3 separate regions of the Mus musculus genome follow, and all the other regions are linked to region 1. A link is a contact called in public HiChIP or PLAC-seq and promoter capture Hi-C data. All regions are on one chromosome and are shown on one strand. Each heading gives the region's core, a stretch centred on a gene start, on an enhancer-like site or on the middle of the called end of the contact. The rest is flanking DNA. Distances are from core to core; before and after follow the strand shown. Region 1 holds the start of Dstyk (dual serine/threonine and tyrosine protein kinase). Region 2 holds the start of Lrrn2 (leucine rich repeat protein 2, neuronal). Region 3 overlaps Cdk18 (cyclin-dependent kinase 18).

Region 1 (3,549 bases), core at 726-3,225:
CTTCTTCTTCCTCATTCTCCTCCCCCTCTCCCCTTTCTCCTGCCCCAGAGGTCGTAACTCTGTAGCTAAGTCTGGCCTGGCCTGGAACTTGATATGGAATTCAGGCAGATTTTGAACCTCACCATCCTCCTGTGTCAAACACTAACTTAATTTTTTTTAAGATTTAGTTTTATTCTGTATATAGCTGTTTTGCCTATGTGTCTGTACACCATGTGTGCAGTGCCCACAAAGACCAGAAAAGGGCATCATGTCTCTTGTTTTTGGCTACCATATGGGTGATGGGAATTGAACCTGGGACACCCAGGAAGAATAGTCAGAACTATTTGTTTATTTATTTAATGTATCTGAGGGCACTGTCGCTCTCTTCAGACACACCAGAAGGGGGCATTGGATCCCATTACAGATGGATGTGAGCCACCATCTGGTTGCTGGGAATTGAACTCAGGACCTCTGGAAGAGCAGTCAGTGCTCTTAACTGCTGAGCCATCTCCCCAGCCCCCAGTCAGAGTTCTTAAGCATTGAGCCATCTCTCCAGCCTTCTCCCAATTATTTCTAAAATATAAAGTACTAATAAAGACTAGTTTTGTGATGTCGAAATGAGGTCTAGTTATGTAGCTTAGGGTGGCCATACCCTTGGGATTACCCTTCCTTGGGCTCCTGAGCGATGGGATTACAATTGTGTCTTCCCATGTGTATCTCATGCAGATAGATTCTTCCTCCAACCTAAGGTTTCTCTCCACTGATCCCCTAACTAGAAATCTTTGTGATGACTCATCCTGCATTGCTTTGTTAGAATAGAGACAGGGTCTCACTATGTATGTAGCCTTGTCCATTCTGGAACACACTCTGTTGATCAGGCTGGCTTTGAACTCACAGAGACCTTCACGCCTCTGCTTCCAGAGTACTGAGTCTAAAGGCATACACCACCACACCCAGCCCATGTTCTATTTTTAAATAGTGCTCTTACACTATCAACCTTTTTTTTTTTTTTAATTTCCATTTGTGTTCTCACTTCTGTTTTACCAAGCCTTTTGGAAAGCAAGGGGAATACAACTTTGCAAAGAAGAGAAATGGCCAGAATGTGCAAAGGGAGGCGTAAATGGGAAGGAACACAGGGCTCCTTTTTTGCAGCTAGCCTACCTTAAAGTGCAGGCTCATTTGAATGCGTGATCTTTTAAAAAGTGCAACAAGTTACAGGTTAAAGCCTTCACATTTCACATTGAGCCCAAGTTACTCAAAGTTCAATCAGGTGAAGAGGTGACTGGTGTCAAGTTCTGTCCCGTTTGTGGCTTGTGTGTCATGGAGTCCGTGACAGTCTGCGTCGATGGAAGTCTGGCACACTGACAGAAGCCTTGTTAAGATAATCAGTTTAGAAGGCTACTAACTTCAACTTCCCCTTACCCCTGCCGACTGTACAAGAAATCAACTGTCCTTTCTCTTAGGTCTCACCCACCCTTTCACACCCCTACCCCCTTTCCACATCTAGAGCAGGAAAAAAAAAAAAGAAAGAAAGAAAGAAAGAAAGAAAGAAAAGAAAAGAAAAAGTAGACTGTAACACAAACAGTAGAGTTTTCACTATTCTCCGGGTATTTTCAACCAATTCTCTATTATCTGTTGTAACCATTTGGGGTAACCACAGACATATTTTGTCCTCGGCCTTATTTCCTTCTACTTATTAAAATCTTTCTTTCTCCTAGATTTGAGGTACCCCATTTCTGCCGGGGTTCATACTCTGCGGGTTCTGCCTTTCCTTAGGAATTCGTGTACAGTGCAAGAACACCTTTTAAACGAGAAGAGTGTAAGCACAGGGATCAGTAGGGTCCACCCGCTAGCTTGCTTCCCTGTGGGCGTTGTGGCATTCCACCCAGCCCAGACTACAAGTCCCAGGAGCCCGCGCAGCGACGGTGCCTCTGTGAGCTCGTCCCTGGCTCCGCTGGGGAGCGGAGTAAGGTTCTGGCCGGAGCCAGGCGCTCTGGCTGCTCAGCCGCGGCAGTGACGGAGGCTGGAGGCCGCGCGGAGCGCCGGCAGGGGCGTCGGGAGGCGGATTCCGCCTTCTCTGAGCGCTAGGGGGCGGGAGGAGGGGGCCGGGCCAGCGGCTCAGCCAGCCGCGAAGACAGCTGGCTGAGCGATGGAGGCCGACGGGCAGTCATGGGCCGGCGAGTCCGTGTCGGGCCCGGGTCCCGGAGGCGGCGGAATGATCCGCGAGCTGTGCCGGGGCTTCAGCCGCTACCGCCGCTACCTGGGACGGCTGCGGCAGAACCTGCGAGAGACCCAGAAGTTCTTCCGCGACATCAAGTGCTCCCACAGCCACAGTTGTCCCTCCTCCCCCGCGGGCGGCGGAGCGGCCGAGCTTGGCCCTGCCGGCGACGTCGCCGAAGCCCCGCTGCCGGCGGGTAAGGACAGGCCCGATGGAGAGAGGAAAATCGGAGGGTGGCATCTCCGTCAGCAAAACAACTCCAGGAGGAGGCGGCCAGTAGGAGAGGGCCGCGGGGCGGCGCGAGGCCTGGGCCTCGGGGATCTTAGATGAGGTGGGAGGATACCCTGGGGAGAGGTGGCAAGGGCTCGAGACCGGGAGGCAGAATTCGAAAAGGCTAAGCGGAGAGGTGAGAAAGTTGCTTTGAATTGGGGTGCTTGGTATGGGGACCGAGTCCCCGGTTAGGTGTTAGGTTGGGTGTTTCTGAAGTCTCTGGGCGCCTTCGGACTGCACTGGTATGTGAGTGTGTGAGCGCGCGGGGTTTGGGTGTGTAAAGTGCTTGCAATCCAGTCAAGAGGCAGCCCTGCGAAGATGTCCTCTAAATAGGATTTGGAGTTGCCAAAGAAAAGGATATTTAATGGGTGTTAGAAATTAATTGGTCAGAGATGTTACTTATGGTGAAGGAGTTAAGAAATGTTTTGTTGTTGTTTTTGTTGTTGTTATTGTTGTTGTTGGGAGTGGAGTGGAGTGGGGCGGCCCTGAGCCCTTGAAAAACTTGCCCTTCTTGACTTGATTCCCCCCTCTCCTCCAACCCCTCGGGATGTATCAGAGGCCTCAGATCACTTTAAATACTGCAAGATCTTTGATCCTCCTTGAACTGCAATTGGTGGGGAACTAGAGGGTTTAACTTTTACCACCTTCTCCTTAGGAAGTTGATGAGAGAAGCCACTGACTTTCCATGTGGGTAGGTAGACGGGGCACAACCTAACAGCAGGTATGTCCTTGGTTTGCCTTTAGTGATTCTCGAGCTGCAGTGTAGATTAAAATAACCTCAGGAGTGTATTAAAAATGCCATGTCTCAGGTTGTGTCTTATGGATTCTGGCTGTGTAACCATGGTGGGGGGGTCCTAAGAGTCTAATTTAGCAAGTCAAAGATATTGGAATCTGATACAGGTGTTTTATTATCACTTAAGGTGAACTTGTGAGTTGGACCCTATACTCTTTGTTGCATGTTTAAGAACGTTGTCTGAGACTACAGAAGGGGGTGTTTAAAGACATGCTGGTAAGTCCTGATAGGGCCCTCAATGGTACTGTTCTATTGCCCAGGATAGCAATTTAAAGAGCCCTTGTTTTGG
Region 2 (3,549 bases), core at 754-3,253, 460 kb after region 1:
AGCCTTCCACCAGAGTTTGTGCTCCAGTTGGGCTAAGACACACTTGGTGGTGTGGGTAATAGGAGGCAGAGGGTTGTGAGTGCCAGCTCAGACCTGGAGCTGGGGAAGGAGTTGGCAAACATCTCCTCTTATTTGGACATCCATCCGCATATGTTGATGGTCTTGAGGCTGGGAACGTCATTCCACTGATTTGACAAGTAGCAAGATCAGACTCAAAAGCTTGGTGCTCCCATGCAGAATTCTTCTACTCCCTTGGGCCCAACCCAGTCTCCCTTACAAAGGCTCTTCTTTCTCAGTGCTCCTTCATTTCCTGTCTTTACGGCAGCCACCCTCCCAGCCTCTGGCCTTTCTTCATCCTAAATCACTCTGTACAGGGCCACAGATGAGTTTCTAGATCTTGGTCTCAGGCTCTCCCACTCTGCATAACTGAGGTCATACTACCCGTGCAAGAGTGCTGCCAGGATGACGACCTGAATTCCATCCGCTCCCAGCCTCCATTTGCTGGGCTGTTAAATGGGGACGTATGTCAGCCTGATACAGAGCTGTGTGAAAAGGCTTGGTGTCTCTTAGTTCATCTCTAGCTCTCCTCCACTGCCTGGTCCCCCACTCCCAGCCCCCACCTTCCAGACAACCTATTCTATTTTGCTTGCCTCAACTTTCCTGCCTTGCTAGTCCCCATTTTCTCTGCCAGTTTAAATCCTATCGGTCCAGCTGGGCTCAGCTGGAAGCTCGGCTCCTCTATAAAACCTCCCATGAATAACCAGAGCCCAGAACAGCGTTTTCAATCTGTGTTTCTATGGCACCTTCCATTGCCTTGAAATGCTAAAATTTGTTTCAAGTACTTCCACCCCGTCCTTCTCGGCTCCCGAGGGCCATTATATCCCACAGCAGGGGTGGCGGGTGGAGACCAGCGAGTAGTTCTGCTGGTATTTAGTATGTGCTTACTGGAAGGATTAAGGGGCCAACTCTGTCTATACAGAACACAGAACTTCCAAGTCCACTCGACAAGGCTGTAGGCATGGCTGTCACTGCTGGTTGTATTCTTAGAATAAACAGAACCCAGAAGCCCTGTGTCTGGCCAGGGACACTAATCTAAAGCCAGTCATGAAGAATGGCCCCCTAAAGAAGCCCCGACTTGCAGAAGTCCCTACACCTTGAGCCCCATCTTCTCTCATCTTGACTTTCCAGGCTCTGATTGGGTGTGGCGTGCTATGAAGCTTAGCTCTGGTACCTATTCTTAGTGGGCCACACTGAAGGCCTCTCAAAGACTTGGGCCTGAAGCCTTCACTGCAGCAGACCTACTCTTCAAGTAAGCCCCAATGTGTGCTGGTGACCCCAATTTTCTGAGCCACCAAGCAGTAGCCCAGCACCCATTTTCTGGGTCCTGCTTTACCTCCTAGTTTCATGGCTTCACGATGACCAGCCTGCAGGTGTAGAACCCTGCGGCCAAGTCCCTGTGTAGACCTGTCAGCGCCTCCCTTAATCCCTCTGAGACTAACCATGTGCCAGGAGACTGGAAGCAGTACTGAAAAGGCTACAGAAGAGCCGCCAGTGCCCATGGACAAACTCGCCCACGGCTTTTGTCCTGTCCACCGTTAACTTGGGGAGGGTAGTACCGTGCAAAAATGTGGTCACAGCCTTAAGCGGTGCCTATGAGCCACACCTGTCCTACAAGCTGAATTTCCCATCTGTTCTCTTGGCTTTTGCAAGAGAGTGGGAGGGAGCATCAGCAATGCCACTTATTTCTCCCCTGACCCCCAAGCGCTATGCCCTTCTCCCTCTCTTCCATAAGCCTTGGGTCTTGATGCAGAAGGACCGCTCAAACTACAGCATCGGGCCCCACCCAACTCCTTCCTCTGGGATGTGTGCAAGTGAGGCAGAAGGGGCTTCTGGCCACTCAGGAGTTAAAATGGCAGCGGGACTGGAGGGGGTTGGCGTGGCAAGCAGACAGGGAGGAGGCGACCGGAGTGGGCTAGGGAGGTTGGGAGCGCGGCGGAGCAGCTAGTGAGGAGGACGAGCGCGAGCAGCCAGGAGGGAGGAGGCGCGGCGGGGGCGCCGGGCGCCGCGGGCCTGCTCCGTGCTCCGCAGACGCGCGGCGCTCCGGGAGCGCCGGCCCTGGCCGCCAACCTCCAGCCGCGGCGCGCAGGATTGGGGACACTGTCATTCTGCTGACGCCCTCGCAGGCTCAGCGTTGAGACCACTCCCAGGACAAGTGTAGGTTGGGGAAGGCGCCCGGCGAGCCTCCCGGGCCTGGGTAGCAGCGCGCCGTGGAGCAGCGATCCCAGCCGGGAGGCGAGTGACGGACATAGGACAGCGCCCGCGCGGTGAGTGTGCGGCTCCCTGGCGGCCGGGACTGTGGACTCCGAGGACGCTGGCTTGGCCTTGAGGGTCGCCGAGATCCTGTCCCCGCGGCCCGGGCTTTGATGACCCGATGGGGGAGGGGAGCGCGGCCGCGACCGCGGCGGTCGCCGAGATGCCTGCAGGAGAGCTGGTGATTTGGGGAGAAGGCCGGGAGGGGCGAAGGAAGGAGAGCTAGAGAATGCAAAGGAGGTGGCCGCTGCGCTGGCTGGACCGGAGCTGCGGGGGAGAGGGTCGGGGCCTGAACCAACTGGGAGAGGCCCCAACCCCTCAAACTGTTGCTGGGTAGCGGGGAGCCCTGGAGATGCAGAGGAGCCAAAGAGGTGGCCCCGGGGTTAGAGAGGGCGTGACAGAGGAGAACTCGCAGGATGGAAGCGCACTAGAGCCTAGGGGACTTTCCCTTCCTGGGAGCTCGGGTGGTGGCCGTGCAAAAAAGACAGGGTGGCCTTGGTTGGGTCTGTACAAAGTATCTGGCACCGAGAGTCAGGCTCCTCCCGGGCGGGAGACTAGGGTCTGACTGCAGTCTAAGATGGGACTTTTGGGTGGGGGAGGGGTCGGCCGGGCTAAGCCTGGGCGCTGTGCGGTTTAAAGCAGCTCTGAGGCCACCGCATCATGCCAGGGACAGGCTGGGCTGGCCAGCCACAGGTGGGCCGTCTGTCCTGCTGGCATGACAGGGTTGTGCGGGCGCAGACTGCCCAGCCAGCCAAGATCCTCGAGCGGCGGGGTGAGGCAGCTGAACTGAGCCGCTGAAGGAGAGAACTGGACCCCGGGGGTGGGCCCTAGCAGGGTGTTGCAATGCTCCCGGCTGCCCCTGCCCTTCCTCCCCCACCAAATGAACAGGAAGGAAAATGTCAGCTGGGCTTTGTGCTCTGTTCCTCAGGCTGCCGCAGCTCCCATCTGTTGAAGCCAACGCAGCTTCTAATTGGGCGACTGGCAGGGCTTGGAGGAGGGTGGGCTGGGCACAGCGCTGGCTGCCGCTGGTTGCCAGAGATGGACTGGCTGCCGTCTGCTTGAAGACCCCAGGAGGCAGGAGGGCACTGGAGAGAGCAGCCAGGTCAGGACAACAGGAGTGGCCTTTTGCCAGCGTCTTCACCATTATCTAGGGGACCCAGGAGCAAATATCTACCCGTCCTTACTTATCCAGAATGATTGACAGGCTTCATGAGCCTCGCCATCACTCTGGACAGTATT
Region 3 (3,549 bases), core at 482-2,981, 300 kb before region 1:
CTTTGACAGAGAATGAAACTGAGGCATGAAGAGAGAGAGAGCGAGCACAGGACACGCTAAGGTCATGGAGCAAGCAAGTGGAAGACATAGGATTCAAATCCAAACCATAGCTATTTGAAAGGGGGGAGAAAGACTAGATCCTGTGCAGAGACCTCTGTCTTCAAGAGCAGGGCATAGGGCATCTAACACCAGCTCTGGAAGCTAGGCAGGCTGCTTGGGCAAGTAGTGTGACTCCATGAACCAGGAGGCATGGGGGGGGGGGGGGCAGAACAGAGTCAAAACCATCCTACCTGCTGCCAGAGAGAGCAATGTTGGTCTCTTACCTCCCCCAGTTTGTCCAGTTTCACATATGTTTCCAGTTTCCCAAAGCCGATATCTGACTGGGAAGGAGACACAGGGGACGGTGAGATTCAAAGCCCCAGCAGACCTTCCTAGTCAAAGTGAAGGAAGTGAGACACCCCCATTGTACAGAGAGGAACCAAGGCTAACATCTCAAGCAAGGACAGCTTCAAACCCTCCTTTTTCTCCTCTCCCTTCATCCTTGTGAATGCTGAAGATCCTCTGGAAATGGGGGCCCCTCTTCCGAGAGTCGGATATGAGTACACTGAGCTGCCCGGCCTGTCCGCCCGCCGCCTACCTGCCTGCCTGCCGGGCTCTCTTGCTCAGGTTGCTAGCTCCTCTGTCACTCTCTACTATGTGGGGGTCCACTTCAGAGCCCAGTTCCCTAGTCATCAGTTCATCTCGTCTAGCTCAGGATAAGACGCGTCGTCGTAATAAGATAGAGCTGAGACCCACTTGCCAGAGCTAGACGCTCCTAACGGGCAGCTGGGACCTAAAGTCTGGGGGTGAGGTGGGGGTGTCGGTGAGTCTTTTGTTTCTTTGTGGTTGGCTTTTTGTTTGTTGTTTTGTTTTATTTGGGAGGTCTTTCATTTTTATCAAGCATTATATAACATATATGTGCTATATAATATACTGTGTGGCCTTCTGGCAGGAAGAGATGACCATAGCTGGGGGGTTTCCCTCCTTTGGGGAGGTGTGAGTTTGTTTGTTTGTTTTTTCTCATTAGTCAGGAAAATGTTTCCCTCATCAATTTTCTTCAAGGCGCTGGACACAGAGTATCGACTGCCTATCTCTCTCCATCAAAGATCACTGGTAAGGAAGTCTAGCTGCTCTCTAGACCTTGTTCCCACCAGTGAACTTGTGGACGCACACAGTGGCTATTTTGGGGGTGACCATGCTTATGTCCATGATGGTGAGGCCAGGGAGAACCTTGAACCACATCTCTGCATAGTGAAACACAACCTGAACCCTATCCAGATACTCCTGGTTTTGTTTTGTTTGTTTTATTTGTTTGAGGCTGTCTTACAGCGTACCCTAGGCTAGCCAGGAATTACATAGCCCAGGTAAACCTTGAATTCTTAACAGATGGTTGTGAGCCACCATGTGGTTGCTGGGATTTGAACTCAGTACCTCTAGAAGTGCAGTCAGTGCCCCTAACCGCTGAGCCATCTCTCCAGCTCAAGCCTTGAATTCTTAACACTCCTGCAACAGCCTCCCAAGGAATCCTGGGAGTACAGACATGAGTCCCAGCACTGATTTAGTGGCCTTAACTAGGGAGACCCTGGGGTTCCCAGGGGATTTGGGGGCTACTTGGCTTCATGCATTGACTTAGAGAGACCGCTTATTAAAACCCTCAGGGGGCCAGCAGGTGGCGCCAGAGGCATAGGAATCTTTCTGGAAACCACTGTAGGCTTCAGCTGGCACAAAGAAGGCCATACTGGTGTCTCACACCCTTAGACTCACCAGGGAGGCACGGCGGGACATGCGGGTGAGAGGCTTGGGCAGCCCTGGGTTCTCCAGCTGTAGCTTCTGCAGGAATTCCTGGGGTAGGCGGATGTCCATGGGCAGAGAGAGCCTCTTGTTGAGGTCCTGAGGTGGCAGAGATGGGATGGGAACATCATGTTGGCCCCAGAAGGTCCTTGCCTCTCATTCTGGATCTATCTGTCCATATAAGGAAGGCTAAGCCTCAGGCTCACAGTTACCTGAGGGGCGTACATTTATGAACCTGCAAGGATTACTGTGTGACCTTTAGAAGGTTTCTTCCCCTCTCTGGGCCACAGTAGAACATAAATAAATCTCATGCCATCACAATGTAATTTTGTAAGCACAGTTTTTTTTTTTTTTTTCTATTCTTGGCACGGGTATGTGGGCTATAAAAACAGTCAATTGTCTAACCAAGAATGTTTTAGCACTTGACATATATTCTCACTGAACCCCCACCATAAGCTGCACCAGTTTGAGCCCCCCAGTGGCAGGCTCTACAGCAACCACCCTGCTAAATTTACTGCTGTGGACGTGTGTGACCCATGGAGCCCGGGAGGGGCACCCTCACCTCCATGGAGAATCGGCGCTGGTTCTGCCGTTGTTGATACTGCATGCCAGGAGACAGCTGCTCAGGCTCATCTGTGCCATCTGTGGGGGAGAAAGCGCCTGATGACAGCCCACAAGACTGAGTGGCATGTCTGAGTGGGACAAGTGTCAGTCCCTACCTCCCACCCAGAGTATGTGAACAGCCCAGAGCACCCCCACCCCTTCTTCCCAATGTCAGCTAGTCATCAGGGTCACAGGGAGCCTGGGTGGAAAAGAGCTAGGTGGCCTGACCCTCACCCTCATTCGTCTGAGTGTGGAGTTGGTTGAACTGCTCAGTGAACTCAGCCAACGACTCCTCAATGGTCTCTGGGCGGGGCACGGACAGGGAAAGCCTTCGCTTGAAGTTCTTCATCTTGTTCATGATCAGCAGGGGTCCAAGATGGGTCCTGGGACAGAGAGGAGAGAAGAGGGCAATGTGGACAGTCTGGACCCATGGGAGCCAGGCTCTGCACGGGGCATGCTTAGGTCACTCAGACCAGAGCCACAGCTCCGTGATTGCAGGCTCTAACCCTGTTCCTTTCTCCAGTGAGTCTCGGCTATCTTCTGACTATGAACATTCCCTCCCCTGCATCACAGCATCAATGGCTATAGCTACAGGTTTGCAAGGGGCCACTTCAGACATTCAACCTCCAGGGGCAGGAGGTCTAGACATCTCTGGGGCAGGTTATCTGAACTGCATGGCCCTCGGGCCATCTCTGCTCTTTCTGAAGGAGCCTAACTGGCTGGTGGCTGCTGGCCACCTGTCAGCAGGTTGCAAACTCCATGATCCCTTTTACTGATACCAGAACACATCCCCTCTCTGGCTCATCCTGGATCCTTAGGAAGAAGATCAAAGGACAGTAAATGCATGGCCCAGCTCTACCTCTGCTCCAGATGCAATGTGCAAGTCAGGGACAGCGTGGGAAACTCAGCCAGCCCAGGAAAGGGGAAACCTGCGCTGCTGGGCCCTCTGTTGCTTCAGTCCTTTGAGCAGGCCTGGATTCCCTGGGCTGAGGACACAGTGGGGCAGAAGGTGCCCTGTTCTATGGCCCTCTGCATGCTGTTTTCCACAGGTAGACCCTTTGTTCTTCTCTCTCTCTCTCTCTCTCTCTCTCTCTCTCTCTCTCTCTCTCCTCTTTC

What was found. Promoter capture Hi-C pulls out the DNA fragments that hold promoters and counts their contacts. HiChIP or PLAC-seq counts read pairs in DNA pulled down with a chosen protein or histone mark.
Region 2: a contact with region 1 is called in a promoter capture Hi-C map of neural stem cells. The contact joins the promoter of Lrrn2 here to the promoter of Dstyk in region 1. A contact is called at or near these places in 2 of 39 promoter capture datasets (embryonic stem cells and neural stem cells).
Region 3: a contact with region 1 is called in an H3K4me3 HiChIP or PLAC-seq map of forebrain, with 2.5 times the contacts expected there. The contact joins the enhancer-like site here to the promoter of Dstyk in region 1. A contact is called at or near these places in 1 of 39 promoter capture datasets (pre-B cells), 4 of 115 datasets of contacts at active chromatin or transcription factors (embryonic stem cells, forebrain and pancreatic cancer cells) and 1 of 9 other capture datasets (adipose tissue).

Annotation. Positions count from the first base shown.
Region 1 is chr1:132,415,478-132,419,026 of GRCm38.p6, forward strand. Dstyk (dual serine/threonine and tyrosine protein kinase) reads left to right here and starts at 1,976. Exons shown (of 13, transcript NM_172516.4): 1 at 1,976-2,393. The coding sequence starts at 2,129.
Region 2 is chr1:132,878,352-132,881,900 of GRCm38.p6, forward strand. Lrrn2 (leucine rich repeat protein 2, neuronal) reads left to right here and starts at 2,004. Exons shown (of 2, transcript NM_010732.4): 1 at 2,004-2,324.
Region 3 is chr1:132,119,645-132,123,193 of GRCm38.p6, forward strand. Cdk18 (cyclin-dependent kinase 18) reads right to left here. Exons shown (of 16, transcript NM_008795.2): 2 at 2,668-2,816; 3 at 2,393-2,472; 4 at 1,804-1,929; 5 at 324-380. The coding sequence starts at 2,791. Among named protein-coding and RNA genes, the nearest start is that of Cdk18, 18 kb to the right of the region's middle. Within about 2 kb of position 1,732, at least 33 of the 459 cell types and tissues checked have an H3K27ac peak or open chromatin away from gene starts, as enhancers often do. A contact at or near this core is called in forebrain, where this site is marked.